2 separate regions of the Sus scrofa genome follow, and region 2 is linked to region 1. A link is a contact called in public promoter capture Hi-C data. All regions are on one chromosome and are shown on one strand. Each heading gives the region's core, a stretch centred on a gene start, on an enhancer-like site or on the middle of the called end of the contact. The rest is flanking DNA. Distances are from core to core; before and after follow the strand shown.

What was found. Promoter capture Hi-C pulls out the DNA fragments that hold promoters and counts their contacts.
Region 2: a promoter capture Hi-C map of fetal liver shows a contact between it and region 1, with 5 times the contacts expected there. The contact joins the enhancer-like site here to the promoter of CEBPB in region 1. A contact is called at or near these places in 3 of 5 promoter capture datasets (fetal liver, fetal skeletal muscle and liver), 23 of 47 Hi-C or Micro-C datasets (alveolar macrophages, brain, embryonic fibroblasts and 13 more) and 2 of 2 datasets of contacts at active chromatin or transcription factors (alveolar macrophages and skeletal muscle).

The regions. Positions count from the first base shown.
Region 1 is chr17:51,721,229-51,724,225 of Sscrofa11.1, forward strand. CEBPB (CCAAT/enhancer binding protein (C/EBP), beta) reads left to right here and starts at 1,405. Exons shown (of 1, transcript NM_001199889.1): 1 at 1,405-2,445. The coding sequence starts at 1,405. The coding sequence ends at 2,445.
Region 2 is chr17:52,072,935-52,076,277 of Sscrofa11.1, forward strand. The region is part of intron 4 of PTPN1 (protein tyrosine phosphatase, non-receptor type 1); the gene reads left to right. Among named protein-coding and RNA genes, the nearest start is that of PTPN1, 58 kb to the left of the region's middle. Within about 2 kb of position 1,542, at least 9 of the 83 cell types and tissues checked have an H3K27ac peak or open chromatin away from gene starts, as enhancers often do. A contact at or near this core is called in fetal liver and liver, where this site is marked.

The DNA of each region.
Region 1 (2,997 bases), core at 155-2,654:
CAGTAGGTGCCTGGGAAAAACAGGGGAGTCCCTTCTCTCTGCATAGCCCCCACTGGGGCCTGGCAGAACTCCTTTCGCACAAGCCTCAGAAACAGGTGTTTTGGCCTTCTGGTGGCAAATAGGTCTGAGAGTGTAGGGACCAGGGCTTTTCTTTGAGAATAGTGGGGGACATGAGGCCATCTGACCTGGGGTGTGCTATGCCCCCTCTGGGCCTCTTTACACCCTGGGAGAGGCCCTTCTCTCTGCTGTGCATCTTAGAGCAGAAAGCCTTATGTTTGGGAGTCTGTGGTGGAGACAATAATACAACTAATAATAAGTTTTGAGACCTTCAAGGATTGAAGGTTAGCTAAGTGACCTGCGCAAGGTGACACAGTAATGTCAGAGCTTAGCACCTACACCCCCTTCTACACTTTGGGTGCCCAAGTGGGAGTGGGGTGGGGCTGGAGAATACCCGGGTGTGGTCTGAGGGGGCGGGCGGCTGTGCTGGGCAGGGCTAGGAGAGGGGCAAGGTCGGGCCCCTGGCAGATGCTCCAGTGGAGCTTGCTCCAGACTTGCACTCCCAAAGCCCCCAACCACAAGTCTTCGCATTTAGGAGAGAAGTCCCTATAGGCGTGAAATCCTCTCCTTCCAAAAGTTGGGGACGAGGGCAAGTTTAGGGGCGGGGCCGGGCCCTGGAAGGGCTTTGGAGATGGGCTACCTCTCCAATAGCCAGAGCAGGGGTTTGGGGTCTCCAGGATCCCGCCTGGGGCGCGTCCCCTCCTTAAGGAGTTGGGGCTGAGAGCCGCTGATCTTGAAGCCACGGCCTCCTCCAGCAGGGGGCGGGCCGCGGCCGCGTTTAGGGTGGGGGAAGGCGATGGCGTCGCCCCCTCCCCGGATTCCCCCCTCCCTTCTAGTACAGCCTCCAGCCCAGAGGGGGCGGTCCGGGGGCGGGTTCGCGCCTCTTCTCGCTTCCAATCCTGAGTCCGAAGGGTGGGGGTGGGCAGGGGGCGTGTGGCGGCCCCCGAAGCCGGAGGACCCCCCAAGGGCGCGCTCCAGATCTTCAGTCAGGTCACGGTGCCCCACCGCCGCCCTGCCGGGGGTCTCGGGCGGCCACAGCGTGTCCTCTGCGTGCCCGGGGAGGGGTTGGGGCGGCCGCCAGGCGTGACGCAGCCGTTGCCATGGCCCGCCTTATAAATAACCGGGCTCTGGAGAAACTTTAGCGAGTCAGAGCCGCGCACGGGACCGGGAAGGGGACCCACCCGAGGGTCCAGCTACCAGCCCCCGCACTAATAGCGGCCAATCCAGCGGAAAAAGCAACAGCAGCAGCAGCGACACAGCAGCGACAGTTCGGAGCCAGGAGGCCGCGCCACCTGCGGGCCGGCCGGAGCGGGCAGCCCCAGGCCCCCTCCCCGGGCACCCGCGTTCATGCAACGCCTGGTGGCCTGGGACCCAGCATGTCTCCCCCTGCCGCCGCCGCCTGCCTTTAAATCCATGGAAGTGGCCAACTTCTACTACGAGGCGGACTGCTTGGCTGCTGCGTACGGCGGCAAGGCGGCCCCCGCGGCGCCCCCCGCGGCCAGACCCGGGCCGCGCCCCCCCGCCGGCGAGCTGGGTAGCATCGGTGACCACGAGCGCGCCATCGACTTCAGCCCATACCTGGAGCCGCTGGGCGCGCCGCAGGCCCCGGCGCCGGCCACGGCCACCGACACCTTCGAGGCGGCTCCGCCCGCGCCCGCCCCCGCGCCCGCCTCCTCCGGGCAGCACCACGACTTCCTCTCCGATCTCTTCTCCGACGACTACGGGGGCAAGAACTGCAAGAAGGCGGCCGAATACGGCTACGTGAGCCTGGGGCGTCTGGGGGCCGCCAAGAACGCGCTGCACCCGGGCTGCTTCGCGCCCCTACACCCGCCGCCCCCGCCGCCGCCGCCGCAGCCGGCCGAGCTCAAGGCGGAGCCGGGCTTCGAGCCCGCGGACTGCAAGCGGAAGGAGGAGGCCGGAGCGCCGGGCGGCGGCGCCGCAGGCATGGCGGCTGGCTTCCCGTATGCGCTGCGCGCCTACCTCGGCTACCAGGCGGTGCCGAGCGGCAGCAGCGGGAGCCTGTCCACATCCTCGTCGTCCAGCCCGCCCGGCACGCCGAGCCCCGCCGACGCCAAGGCGCCCCCAGCCGCCTGCTACGCGGGGGCGGCGCCGGCGCCCTCGCAGGTCAAGAGTAAGACCAAGAAGACCGTGGATAAGCACAGCGACGAGTACAAGATCCGGCGTGAGCGCAACAACATCGCGGTGCGCAAGAGCCGCGACAAGGCCAAGATGCGCAACCTGGAGACGCAGCATAAGGTCCTGGAGCTCACGGCCGAGAACGAGCGGCTCCAGAAGAAGGTGGAGCAGCTGTCGCGCGAGCTCAGCACCCTGCGGAACTTGTTCAAGCAGCTGCCCGAGCCCCTGCTCGCCTCCTCCGGCCACTGCTAGCGCGGCCCCCGCGCGCGTCCCCCTGCCGGCCCGCCGGCCTCCGCGCTGCCGGGCGCGCCGCGGCCACAGTGACTCCGGGAAGCGCCCGCGCTCCCGCCCCCGCCCCCAGTGGCGCCGGCAAAACTTTGGCACTGGGGCACTTGGCAGCGCGGGGAGCTCGTCGGTAATTTTAATATTTTATTATATATATCTATATTTTTGTCCAAACCAACCGCACATGCAGATGAGGCGCCCGCCCGTGGTGTTATTTAAAGAAGAAATGTCTATGTGTACAGATGAATGATAAACTCTGCCTCTCCTCCTGCCCCCTCTCCAGGCGCCGGCGGGCGGGCCGGTTTCGAAGTTGATGCAATCGGTTTAAACATGGCTGAACGCGTGTGTACACGGGACTGACGCAACCCACGTGTAACTGTCAGCCGGGCCCTGAGTAATCGCTTAAAGATGTTCCTACGGGGTTGTTTCTGTTGCTGTTGTTTTTGTTTTTGTTGTTGTTTTTTTGGTCTTTTTTTGTATTATAAAAAATAATCTATTTCTATGAGAAAAGAGGCATCT
Region 2 (3,343 bases), core at 292-2,791, 350 kb after region 1:
GATGCCGGTAGCACTCCCTGTGCCCTTTGAAGCCATCACAACTGTCTGTAGACATTGCCCAGTGTCCTCTGGGAGGCAGAATTGCCCTCAGTTGAGAACCACTCTTCTGGTGGTATGGAGGGTTGAGAATTTTAAATCAATACTGTGTATTCAAAACTCATCAGATATGGTAGTGTTTGCCTTGTTTGTTACTAAATGTTCAGGTGAGATCTCTTCACTATTTGTGTGTGGTTTGCTTTAGCTACTGTTGTCACAGCCCAACAAGGAGGGGTGTCCAGGTACTGCAGTCACATGTTCGTCACCAGGCCCTGCTCTTGGTTGTCTGCCACCCAGGCTGAGCGTAGATGGACCACAGATCTGCTGTGGCCTTTCCCCTTGGACTGCTGTGCTGGCCATTAAGAACAAACAAACAAAAGACTGCTTGGTTCTTATTGTAGGTCACTGTGGTAATGTGACAGTAGTCCCTGTTTTCCTCTGTAGCTCTTCTTTTTATTCTGGGTCATTTGGGTATGCAGGTTGGCATGGAAAGCAACACGTGGTTTGAGATTTTTTGAAGTTTCACCGGGCCTTGGAGTTCCCATTGAGGCTCAGCAGAAACAAATATGACTAGTTGAAGGTTTGATCCCTGGCCTCACTCAGTGGGTTAAGGATCTGGTGTTGCCGTGAGCTGTGGTGTTGGTCTCAGACCCAGCTCAGATCCTGCGTTGCTGTGGCTGTGGTGTAGGCCAGCAGCTACAGCTCCAATTCGACCCCTAGCCTGGGAACCCCCATATGCTGTGGGTGTGGCCCTGAAAAGACAAAAAAAAAGTTTCACTGGGCCAAATGTTTATAATTTGGCATCAACATTATCACCCACATAAGGGCTGACTGGGGAAAATGATAAGAAATTGCAGTGTCTTGTTTGCTCAACTAATCTAATTATAAATTCTCCACATAGCCCATGGTGAAAAACCAGCTTGCAGAGTGTTTTCTCATAATGCATATTTGTTTTCTGGTTTCCTTCTTTTGCCAAATAGTATAGGATGTTCTCCCTCTTATTTTTGGCAAACCTTGCGTTACCCTTTTGGGACTCCCTGCTTCCTGGAAAGTGGTTGCGCAGAAGATGATTGTGTGTGTTAGACTGAGGTCATCCAAAGGGCCAGAGTTCTTCTTGGTTCAGTTTAAAAATTGCATTCAGACATGACCTGGAGTGCGTGCATATGTGTGGGGGGGGGGCTGGGCTGCTTGTCTAGGCAGGGAAAATAGTAAGAAGCCCATGGTTCTCTCTCTGAAAGTCCTACTAAAGGTGCCATTTGATTTTCAGTGCTTTTGGGCCCGAGATGCTGGCTCTCGCATCATAGGTGCTTTAGGCTTTGTCCATCTCTCTCATACTCTGCTTTTAGTTCTCTGTGTTCATCCCTCCTTCAGCCAAATCACCCTTCCCAGGGTCACCCCAGATGATTTTCATGGATTTTTCTCCAGATGGCCTAGCTCTTTGTTTTAGAAAGTCCCAAGGACTCTCTCCACCTTCATGGTGGCAACAGCAGGCATGACAGATGCCAGCATGTTGGCACTGCCACGTGGGTTTTGGTGCCAACCCAAGACATGCTCAGTTTTAACCCTGGTGAAGGACTGCTTTCTAATAAAATAAATCTGCTCTTCCAGTCACTATGTATCGGTTTAACAGGATGGTGGAAGTCGTGATCTTGTGCTTATTCTTTTGTTTTGTTTTATTTTGTGTATTTACAACAAACATTTCTATAGGAAATGACAGAGAGCAGACTATTTATTGCATGTTGCTGTTGATGCCTAGAGTTCTTTTAAGAATTCCTATTTTTAAGGTAGTTCTCTTGACGTAGTCACTGCTATGTCTCGGGTTCGATCCCTGGCCCAGGGTATCTATATGCTTGAAGGCACAGCCAAAAAAATACTTTCGAATAAGTATTGGTTGATTGACACATAGTGTGTTCCAGAGTTCCTCAGTTACAGAGTTCCAAAGTCTTGGTCTTTACCCAGATTACAGAGATTTGTAAGGCTTTATATTCTCTTTTGAAGGCGAGCGCTTGCTGTGTGGAGATGAGATTTAAAAGACTTGCTTTTCCTGTCCACGAGACCTGAACACATCGGCCTCTTCTTTGGTAGTGTCTGGCCATTCTGCACTTCTGCTTCTTTGCTTCATTCTGTGCTCACTGCATTGGGGGCCACTCTAGCACACGTGTTTTTGGACCTACCAGGACAGTCTCTTGTTTCCGGGGTCTCAAACAAAGCATCACACAGATCTAATTATTTAAAGTGTGGGAATTAATACATCCTTTAAGCATCTTATAAAAGTCTTGCTCTCAGCTGTCTCACTCACTTTGGCTAAGCTGGGGATAGTGCCTTGCCGTTAATGCTTCTGTGTCCTGAGTGGCAGAATCGCTTCCATGGTGACAGATGGGCTCTGCTCCAGGGGTTCGTCTTTGGCAGCTCCTCCTTGGTGCAGGGAGGTGACCTGGGTGCAGCTGGCCAAAGCTTCCCAACAGGCCTGTGGCCAGGCTGTTTAGAAAGCCACCTTGGCCTTCTCTTTGGGAACCAGTTGTGTTGGCATCACAATCTGGTGTTTCTCTATTTGTTTCTCCCTCTTTTCTGTTGTTTTGGTTTTCATTAGCAGGACTGATGGGCCTTTGCGGTTCTACATTCACCCTCTTCAAGAGCCTCCTGGCTCCTTATCAATGTAGGTGATGCTGCAGATTCCTGGACCCACTGCCAGCATCACTGTGGCCTGGTCCTCATTCGGGCCCATCTCCCACTGCTCTTCCAGGACTGGCTTCTTTGCAGTCACTGCCTGGAACGTCTTAGTCATCCTTCGGATCATGCCCCTGTCAGGAGCCACCTCTTTATTACAGAGTTTTCTCTGCGATCTCTTTGCCTTAACCTTGGCCATCCCGTAATGCTTGCGTCTTCTGAGTTCCCATGACGCTTGCACAGTGTTTGCTCCTCAGCACTTCCCCCAGGCTTGTTGCCTTGTCCTTACTGGGCGTGAAGAGTCTCTCCCAACAGAGCGGCTGGCCCTGGAAGGGTTCCTCCACCTACCGGGTGCTTCAGACACAATCATCCTTTGCCTCAGCAGAGGTATTGAGTTGAATTACAAGTGTCTTGAACTTATACCATTTCCCAAAGAGCTGTTTACATGCACTGATGCCTCATCTGATGGAAATCATACCGCCTCTGAGGGTCCCTCTGGGCACATGTCAGCCCCTGGCTTATAGACCTGGCAGCTTAGCCCCCATCTGCCTGCTGTTCTTGTCCAGAGTAGTCATCAGCAACCAGAACTGTCTGACACAGAAACTTAGCTCAAGCAAAGCATGCCACTGAATTTGACTCA